Regions from separate parts of the Sus scrofa genome. Here all the other regions are linked to region 1. Evidence: chromatin contacts called from public HiChIP or PLAC-seq data. All regions are on one chromosome and are shown on one strand. The core of a region is the stretch at or near the end of the contact, and the rest is flanking DNA. Distances in the headings are between cores, read along the strand shown.

Region 1 (3,376 bases), core at 291-2,790:
CTATTTCTTGGGGTTCTGAGTGGCTGGTTACTTTCTTCCTCCTGGATCCCAGGGAGGAGTAGAGGAGTGTGGACACAGTTACAAGCCTGCCCATTGCACCAGTGAGGCAGCACAGGGTGCTCCACTAGATCAAAGGTTGCTCCTCTGGAAATCCTGGCCATTGGGTTCACAGCTTAAGAAATGGCTTTGCAGCCAAATTCGGAGTGTGGCAAATTCTTCAGGACTCCAGACTCGATTTTTCCTGACTACCCAATGGCATGGGAAGAAAAAAGGGAAGAGGGTGGGGAATATTCTAGTGTGAAAGAAATACGAAACAGATCTAAGTCATGTAAAAACTTTATACAGTGTTTCAAATAAACCTATAGTAAGAAAGATTGTTTTAGGTATTTGAAGAAATTTTATGAAGTTGGATTTCATAATTTTGTTGGGTATGTTAATGGCATTATGGTTATGTGATAGAATAATTTCTTCTTTTTAGGTGCCTAATGAAGTACTTAGTGACATCAGGACTTAAAACTTGGATTTGCTTTAATATATCCTCACTTAAAAAAAAAAAAACTATTGGAGTTCCCGTCTGGCTCAGTGGTTAACGAATCCGACTAAGAACCATGAGGTTGCGTGTTGGATCCCTGGCCTTGCTCAGTGGGTTAAGGATCTGGCATTGAGGTGAGCTGTGGTGTAGGTTGCAGATGCGGCTTGGATCCAGCATTGCTATGGCTCTGGCGTAGGCTTGGCAGCTACAGCTCCCATTCGACTCCTAGCCTGGGAATCTCCATATGCCTCGGGTGCGGCCCTAGAAAAGGCAAAAAGACAACAAAAACAAAACTATTGATGAAACAAGTATGGCAAAATATTGATGGTTATTGAAGCTGAATAATTGGTATCTGGGGGTTTGTCATACTCTATTTTTGGGTATATTTGGAATTTTTATAAAAATTTAACAAGAGAAAATTTAATATTTTATATAAAATATGGGATTTATGGGAGAAAGTCCGCTTCAAGAGAACTGTTGCGCCATCCAGTTTGGCCAGCAGAGGGCGGTGTGTTGCTCCATTAAAACAGGTCGGGAGACGACTGCTGCATGCTGCTCCATCCTGTCTCTTCGAGAGGAGACTGTTCTTTGGGTCATCCAGATTCTCCAGCAGAGGGCAGTGTGTAGCTCCATCCCGGCTGGCGGTGAAGATCTGTGTCTCCATCAAAACTGCCCTGGACGAGTTACCGTTTGTGGCTCTGTGGTAACGAACCCCGGCTAGTATTCGTAAGGACGCGGTTCCATCGCTGGCCCTGCTCAGTGAGTTGGGGCTGTGGTGTAGGTCGCAGACGTGGCTTGGATCTGGTGTTGCTATGGCTGTGGTGTAGGCTGGCAGCTGCAGCTCGGATTTAACCCCTGATCTGGGAACTGCCGTATGCAGCAGGTGCGGCCCTAGAAAGACAAAAACAAACAACAACAACAACAACAAACCCACCTGGCTTGGAGAGAGCTGTGTATTGCACTATCCTCGCCGGCAGAGGGCAGTGTTTCACTGCATTCAGGCCAGCCAGGAGCTTGATATGAGTCAATCCATCAAAACAGACCAGACGGCTGGTTATTGCTCCATCATAACGGACCGAGAGAGGGCTGAGTGTCTATATCGTGACCGAGCTGCAGAGGGCAGTGAGTTTTTCCATCAAAACAGATTGGGAGAGGGTTATGTAACACTCCATCAAAAGTGACTGAAAAAAAAATATATATGACAGTGGGTAGTTTCCTCTGTGGCAGTGCCTCAGCAGCTCCAGGAGATAGGTTTGATCCACAGCAGGCACAGTAGGTGAAATGGTCTGGCACCATAGGTCGCAACTGCAACTTGGGGGAAAAAAACGAATTCTGATTCGTTATGTTTTCTTACTTCCCAGCCACCGCGATGCAGTTAGATTTTACCAGTATCTAGCTGCAGGAATGCAGCTCTGTTTTACTGTATCCCAGCAGCCAGGTTGAATAAACGAGGAACAGCCGAGAGAAGTAGGCATTGCTGGATAACCAGCCCAGGTGTTTTCTTTTGTTGGGCTGGTCCGTGTCTCAGGGGACATGTCACAAGCTGGATTTGATCCAGAATCAGCAATGCCGACAATAATGTTAACACCGCTGGGGTTTTATTTTGTGTTTGAAGTCAGTCTGTCCTCTGGCTCTGATTCATATCTCTGGAAAGTTCTATTCTCACACATGGAGTTTCATCCTTGACATGAGATGTCCCTGTCATCTGCTATCCTGCAGAGCACCTTCACAGTGGTCGATTTCTTTTCTTTCTTTCTTTTTTTTTTTTTTTTCTTTTTTGCCATTTCTTGGGCCGCTCCCGCGGCATATGGAGGTTCCCAGGCTAGGGGTCGAATCGGAGCGGTAGCCGCCAGCCTACGCCAGAGCCACAGCAACGCGGGATCCTAGCTGCGTCTGCGACCTACACCACAGCTCACGGCAACACCGGATCCCTAACCCACTGAGCAAGGGCAGGGATCGAACCTGCAACCTAATGGTTCCTAGTCGGGTTCGTTAACCACTGCACCACCACGGGAACTCCCCGATTTATTTTCAAGAAAGTATCTCAGATTTCTCTTTTCTCTTCCAGCTGCCCCTTTGGCCTTGTTAACTGCTGAGCCACTAAGGGAACTCCCTTAATTTTGTTGTACAACAATTTGAAAGTCTGATTTCAAGTCTAATTTGTCTAAATTCTTGGCCTCTAAACACTGCTGTAACTGAAAAAGTTGCAGGGCAAAAATATGTAGCTCCAAATGGAAGAAGTCTATTGTTGGAGTGCTTATAATGGGGGACCTGACCAAATCCAAGTGGGAAACTTACAAGATTGAAGGCAGTGTAGTGTCATCACAGGGTGGACCTTCTCCCGACCTCCTTCTTCGTCCTTACTGCCAAAGCCCCTGTACCTCACTAAATCCTGTTACACAAATATTTAACTATAATCCAGGTATAAGCAGTTCCCAAAAGACCCCAATTTTCTGTAAAACAATACGTCAATGTTTATATTTAACTCTTAATAAACATATTTTTTGAAAACTCACAGCTGAACACAAATATGTACTAAGGTCTTTCTCCTGATTAAGATACTCCAGGGAGCTAGGAGCTTCTGAGCACTAGAGAAGTGGTCCCCAAACCCCTAAAAAAGCTGGCTCCCTTTCCTAGAACTCAGCACACCAACAAGTAGATTGACTAAGGAAAGATATGGTGCAAATAACATTTTTGTTTTTGTTTTTTTTTGTCTTTTTGTCTTTTTAGGGCTGCACCCATGGCATTATGGAGGTTCCCAGGCTAGGGGTTGGGAGCTGAGGCTGCTAGCCTACACCACAGCCACGGCAACTGAGGATCCAAGCCATGTCTGCAACTTACATC
Region 2 (3,376 bases), core at 264-2,763, 240 kb after region 1:
CTCCAGAGAAAGATTATATTGTTTATGCTTAAGGCTATTACACCCTTTCCTCCAGCTCCCTTTAGGTTCTGGTCACGAGAACAAGAATGTCAATGACAACATCTGGAGTATTTGGCAACTTGCTTTCAAGAAGCCACTCCTAGGATGGACATTTCCCATCTCACTCCCTTTCCCCCAGGGGTTTGGGAAAGTCTTAGATATTTTGCAAGCCTAGATTAGCAGTCATTCTTCAAGTACTATCTAGTTTCTTTGATTCACTGTGGCCTGTATACATTTATATCTGGCAAGCCTCCAACAAAGGCTCTTCTTTAATGGAGCATTTAAGAATGCGCTTCTTTGATATATTTTCCTTTTGCCCTTTGAATTCTTATTTCCAGTCCCCTGGGATGAAATAGCAAGTGCCAAAGTCCTAGTGTCTTTTTTTGTTGTTGTCTTTTTGCCTTTTCTGGGGCCGCTCCCATTGTTGCGGAAACTGCAAAAACGGTGGCAGTGGAAGGAGACAAACAGCACTCGGAGATATGGAAAACCAAGGTTTATTCAGCACCAGTGCGGCCTCAGAGGAGTCACCTCCAGAGTCTGAGCACCAGGTCTTTGTTCTCAGTAACTTTTATACACTACAAGGTCTTGTTTTTCCCATGTAAGCATCCGGGACCTCCCCCCATCCCCAAGCAGACAGTGTTCCTCCCTAAGAAACTGAGCAAGCAAGGTTACAGAAGCAGAACTGATAAGCAATGCTGGGTACCTGATTAGCAGGGCTGCTGGCTTGGACAGAGGGCACACAGTTGTGACATTATTACAAGAAGGGTGGCATAGTGATGAGCACAGCTGGAAGGGCTTGCAGCTGCCTTCTTAGCCAAGGGGGGTTTGTTCTTTAGTTAAAACTCCATTTCACCATGGTATATGGAGGTTTCCAGGCTAGGGGTCCAATCGGAGCTGTAGCCACCGGCCTACACCACAGCCACAGCAACGCAGGATCCGAGCCTCATCTGCGACCTACACCACAGCTCACGGCAATGCGGGATCCTTAACCCGCTGAGCAAGGTCAGGGATTGAACCCTCAACCTCATGGTTCCTAGTCGGATTCGTTAACCACTAAGCCACGATGGGAACTCCCCAGGGCCTTTTCTTTCCACCTCTTCACAAGGTAGTTTCCTAATACAGTATGTCTTTAAGCTTGTAAGTCTGTCATTTATCACTATCTTGCGTTTCTGCCAGTATGTTTTTTTTTTTGTCTGAAATCATAGTCCCTGGTGTTAAATTTTTTTCCAGGATTGAGTTGTTGTTAAAATTAATAATAGCACATAACTGGTCAAAAAACATAATTATTATCTATTCTATGGTAAACAACAAATGGTGTCTTTACAGATGTTAATTACTAAATCTTTCCTGAATTGTAATCGTTCTTTGCAAATTAGATCACATGCATGTGGATGACTCTTACTGCTAGATTGAGACAAGATTGAGCAATAGTCTTCCTATTTTTTTTCATTTTGAAGTAAGAGTTTTAACTAAAGAAACACCCCTCCCCCGACGCCACCCCTGCCTGAGGAGGCAACCACCCGCCTGTCAGCAGCTTTGCTCCCCACATACCACCCTTCCTGTAAACTTGTAGCAACTGTGTACCTAATGTCCTTGCCAGCAGCCCTGCTAACCCTGCACCAAGCACTGCTTGTCAGTTTTGCTTTTGTCGTCTTGTTTGCTCCCTTTCTTAGGCAGGAACTCTGTCTGGCATGGGGGAAAGCCGGGACTGCTTGAACAGTAGGGAAAAACCTTAAGACCGGGAGGTCTGTGTTGTATAAAAGCACCAGAACAAAGACCTGGTGCTCAGACTCTAGAGGCAACTCCTCTGAGCTCGCACAGGTCCTAAATAAACCTGGCTATTCTGCATCTCCGAGTGCCCTTTGTGTCCTGCTGCCACAGTTGCTGCAACAATTTTAATGACAGTGCTTTTTCTCATAAACAGGTGCGTCAAAGGATTTTATTACAGCACTGTCACTCTTTGAAGTTCTTCAAAAGTTTTCTGAGTTATATGTCACATTTTCTCTTTGGTGAACAACCTTCTCCTTGTCCTCCTGGCAGAGACTTTCTAATTCTTCAGAACTAGTCTCGGGAATTCCCGTCATGGCACAGAGGAAACAACTCTGACTAGTATCCTTGAGGATGTGGGTTCGATCCCTGGCCTCAATAAGTGAGTTAAGGGTCCGGTGTTGCCGTGAGCTGTGGTGTAGGTCACAGACTCGGCTCAGATCTTGCAGGGCTGTGGCTGTGATGTAGGCCGGCAGCTACAGCTCCAATTTGACCGCTAGCCTAGGAACCTCCATATGCTGCAGGTGCAGACCTAAAAAGCAAAAAAAAAAAAAAAAAAAAGGGGGGGCTAGTCTCAAGCTCCTCCTTTTTAATGCCTCCCTTTCTTGACATCTCCAGGAGAGACCTTCCCTTCCTCTTTCCCCGTTTTTCCTTCTCTCCCCTGTGCCTGCTTTTCCTCATGCCTCACCTCAGTTTTAAGACTAGCCTCATCCCATGCCTTTAGATTTTTACATGGTTTTCCTCCCTCCCCGGCCACCTTCTCCAGGGGACTCTGAGCTCCTTAAGAGCTCCTAGGCGTCATGACAGTGCCCATCCCATCATGGTCACTCAGTTAAAAACCTGTTGAAGGTGATATGTGTGGGGAACTTGAAAGAAAGCCGAGAGAAGCAGGAAGTGGGTGCAGACAAATGCGAGAGGACAGGGACTGGAATGCCAGCGTGCGGTGTGAGTGTTGGCTGGTGTCTGGGTTTCTCTGTGGAGGGGACGCATGAAAAAGGGTCTGTGTGAACAGTACAAGTGTTAACAAGTGGGTGAATGTGGGCTTGTGTGAGTGAAGTCTTCTGTGCAAGGATGTATGAAAGGGAGTTTGTGTGACCGGGGAGTCTGTGAGGCTCTTTGGAATGACATTCGGAGGGTTGAGGGAGGAAGTGTGGAAGGAACATATGTAAATTTCTCAGATCACTCACAGTTTTGGCCAGCCTCAGATCTCCTAAAGCTGTCTTGGCCATCGATGAAGTCCTAGTTTCCAACCTTCTATTTCACTCCCACTCCCCCTGGCCAAGTTTTCCACATGCCTTTCAAGGAACCTGAATTTAATGAGGCAAAATGTCCTACTAACAAACAGATCATCACCTATTATATATGTATCTCTGGTGTTTTTTGGTTTTTGTTTGTTTGTTTGTTTGTCTTTTTGCCATTTCTTGGGCTACTCCTGCAGCTTATGGAGGTTCCCAGGCTAGGGGTTGAATCGGAGCTGTAGCCACTGGCCTACGCCAGAGCCACAGCAACGCAGGATCCGAGCCGCGTCTGCAACCTACACCACAGCTCATGGCAACGCCAGATCCGTAAT
Region 3 (3,376 bases), core at 603-3,102, 160 kb after region 1:
CTGTAGCTCTGATTTGACCCCTAGCCTGGGAACTTCCATATGCCTCGGATGTGGCCCTAAAAAGCAAAAAAAAAAAAAAAGTCTAAAGGTAGCTCCTGAAATCTGCACCATCACCTTAGGCTGATCTTGTCATTTCTACCTTGTCTAAAGCCAGCTCCTCCTCTATAATTCTACTAGTGTCTCAGCTACTGCCACCTTAGCCATTGTCCTCTCCTTTTCCTACCAAAGGTAATTTTTCTTTGGTCACTTAGCACAATAGATAGGTTTCCCACATAATGTTTCCCATTTGTCCTTTCCCTTCAACTCTTTTAACAGTCTGGGACTATCACCATCTTCTCTCAAGCTTCTTCGACTCCAGTTTCTGGTATATCTAGTTCCTTTTTAACTGTCCTAAGCAATGCCTTTGAAAGAATATAAGTTAATACACATTTAATACTTACATGTGTTGGGCATACTCTGCACATATTCAAGTTTTCCTCATGAATCCTCAAAATATCCTATGAAATCACTACAACTATCCTTGTTTTGCAGATAAGTTGAGGCTCAGAGAGGTTAAGTAACTTAGCAGAAGTTGCACAGTTCATATGCGACAGTTAAAAATCTTAACATAGTGTAAGCACCTAGCTGCACCTTCCTTTCCCACTTGCTCAAACATGATCTTTTTACTGCTTACAGAATAAAATATTTATCTGCCACATAATTTGCTTTACCTGCTTTTTTAAAATTTTTATTTTAACATTTGCTCCTCTTTTTACCTTCTCTCCAGCAAGACTGGTGCTCCTCAGTAGTCACCTTATGTTATCTTTTATGCATGTCACATCTCCAAAATTAGACCTAATAAATTTCTAGAACATGGACCTCCTCTTTGTCCAACCTTGTGCACCTGAGGCACGAAGTGATTATGGTCAATAACTCACTTGATCTTTCCTAAAACCCTCCAATCCAGGTATTGCTATTATCAGCACTTTACAGATGAAGAAATCGAGCCCCCCAAAGCTGACTTGTTAAGGAGTAAATACTCTGTTCGATTTTTTCTTTCTTAAGCATTTACTGTGTGCCAGGCACCAGCACCAAGAGAGAAGACAGAGGAAGGGGAAGATGAAAAGACACGGTTTCTTTGTCTCCAGATGCTGATATTTTGGTGGGAAGAAGCAGCAGTTATTCCCAACTCCGACGAATTCTCAAAGTCTATGGACCACGGACTCCTCTGGAAACGATGGTTTCTACTGTGCCAAAGAATGTCATCCAGCCTTTCCTTCTCATTTTATAGACGGTGAAGATGTTAGTGCCCAAGGCCAATCAGAGGCAAAAGGAGACCAGATTTCTGGTTTTGACTCCCAACTATTTCAATTGAACACTGGGCTATAAACTAATCTACTAAGTAAAATAGTCAACCGGCTTGTTCAGATCTCTACACAATTGGTCCAGCCGCGGGAACTCTGTGAGGACAGGGGTAGGTTTGTAATGGGTTCTGTGGTTTGGGCGTCAGCATACAGAGTTGTTCGCATCAAGCGTTACCAGCTACCTCACAGGAAGAGAAAGAGAGGATCAGAACCACATGACACACTCAGTTCCGGAAAGTGTCAGGAACTGACACCTGTGAAAATACCGTACGGGGATATTTCAACTTCCTGGCTCCAGCAAGGACGCAGGAACACTCACCTGAAGAAGCCCAGTGCCGCACCGACCGGAAGTTCCTTTGCCCCCAACAAAGAGGGCGCCGGTCACATGAGCCAATCAGATTGCTGTACGTAAGGCACCACCCCCCCTCCATCCCCACCCTGTCGTTTCCGCCCAGTTCTCTGAAGTAGCCAATCAGTACAGCTCTGAGCTTGGCGTGCGTCTGACGTCAGAGGCGGGGCGGTGGCTAGTTGGAATTTTGGCGGGTCTGGTTGTAGAAAGGGAAGAGTGCGGAGCCTGGTAAGAAGCTGGCGTCCATAGGTTGAGGGGCGGGTTGAAGGGTTAGCCACGCGCCTCAGTAGGAGAGTTTAGCAAGCTCCGAAGGCGGAAGGCCCGGAGTCTTAGGGGCGCCCAGGTGGGCGAGACTGGAATTGGGTAAGCGCGGGGGCGGCCTGGGCAGAGCGCGGGGCTGGCGCGGGCTGGGAGGCGCAGTGGGCGCTGGGTTTGGAGCCGCGAAAAATGAGGGGGTTGGGGGATTGCGTGGACTTGCGAAATGCATCTTGAGGTACAGGCGTCCGGCCGCCATGCTGTTTAAGGGTCCAATTTTTCTTTTTTAGAGGCAACCTTTTAAACTCTTGCTAAATGCGTGGCGGTTGGGCTTTCTCTTATTCACTCGTTCATTTGCTTAATTGATGATTTGCTAACAGTTAATGAATGCGTGCCATGTGCAGCGCTACAAATACCCATCACTTCTTAAAGAAGATAACAGCTAACAAACAGCTAACAAACAGTGGAATTGTAGGATGAGGGGAGAGGATGTCAGGGGCCTGGTCAGATAGGGTGGCCTGGAAAAGCTGAGAAAAATTGATAGTTAAGCAGAGCTTGAGGGATGAGAAGTTGCTGGAGGAGAGCTTTGCAAAGAACCTGAGGTCTGAAAGCACCGCTGAGTTGGAGAAATTGAAAGCAGACTAATCTGGGTGGAATGTCTTTTGGGACATGGGTAGAGTTGGGGGAATGACCCCTGGAAAAAATGAGGAAGTAGAACTAGGCAGGAGAGAGCCTATCCATTGCCTCATAGGCTCCGTAAATTTTCTTTTCAGGGCAGTGGGAAAATCGTTAAAGAAATCATATGAAGGGACTACCACGATCTGGCTTATGTTCCTTAAAGATTGCTAAGGAAAGAAAAAATTAACTGTAGATGTTGTATAGAGGATAGATTACAGAGGGGCAGAGAGACCAATACAGGTAGTTAATACAGTAGTCTAGGCAAAAGATTGATGGTGGCTTGGGCTAGGCTTTTGGCAGTGAAAGTGGGGAGAAGTAGGAGATGTGAGCAATATTTTGGAGATAGAACCCATAACATGTCATATGGGCCTAGATGTGAGGTGAGGAACAGTGCATGGGTTTGTCTGGTGGGAAAAGGGATTAGTTATAGAAATGAACAAGACAGTCTACTCCTACCAAACCCTCAAGAAGCTCACAATCCAGCAGAATCCCTAGTAGACAGCACAGCTCAGGGCACATGAGGGGTCCGTGGAAATATTTGTTGAATAAGTGAAAAGAAAGCACCATAATTAACACTTGATAGTGGACTTACCAAGGACACACACACACGTCTTTTTAGGGCTGCACCTGTGGTATATGGAAGTTCCCAGGCTAGGAGTTGAATCCGAGCTGCTGGCCTACACCACAACCACAGCCAATGCCAGATCCGAGCCACATCTGCAACCTACACCACAGCTCATGGCAGTGCCAG

The links. HiChIP or PLAC-seq counts read pairs in DNA pulled down with a chosen protein or histone mark.
Region 2: a contact with region 1 is called in an H3K27ac HiChIP or PLAC-seq map of alveolar macrophages. The contact joins two enhancer-like sites. A contact is called at or near these places in 2 of 47 Hi-C or Micro-C datasets (embryonic fibroblasts and liver) and 1 of 2 datasets of contacts at active chromatin or transcription factors (alveolar macrophages).
Region 3: an H3K27ac HiChIP or PLAC-seq map of alveolar macrophages shows a contact between it and region 1. The contact joins the promoter of MCM10 here to the enhancer-like site in region 1. A contact is called at or near these places in 2 of 5 promoter capture datasets (fetal liver and liver), 6 of 47 Hi-C or Micro-C datasets (embryonic fibroblasts, epiblast stem cells, liver and 3 more) and 1 of 2 datasets of contacts at active chromatin or transcription factors (alveolar macrophages).

What each region holds. Positions count from the first base shown.
Region 1 is chr10:48,678,560-48,681,935 of Sscrofa11.1, reverse strand. No RefSeq gene overlaps it. Among named protein-coding and RNA genes, the nearest start is that of OPTN, 110 kb to the right of the region's middle. Within about 2 kb of position 1,540, at least 22 of the 83 cell types and tissues checked have an H3K27ac peak or open chromatin away from gene starts, as enhancers often do. A contact at or near this core is called in alveolar macrophages and embryonic fibroblasts, where this site is marked.
Region 2 is chr10:48,441,343-48,444,718 of Sscrofa11.1, reverse strand. No RefSeq gene overlaps it. Among named protein-coding and RNA genes, the nearest start is that of UCMA, 18 kb to the left of the region's middle. Within about 2 kb of position 1,513, at least 8 of the 83 cell types and tissues checked have an H3K27ac peak or open chromatin away from gene starts, as enhancers often do. A contact at or near this core is called in alveolar macrophages, where this site is marked.
Region 3 is chr10:48,522,397-48,525,772 of Sscrofa11.1, reverse strand. It overlaps MCM10 (protein MCM10 homolog), which reads left to right and starts at 1,852. Exons shown (of 20, transcript XM_021064865.1): 1 at 1,852-1,920.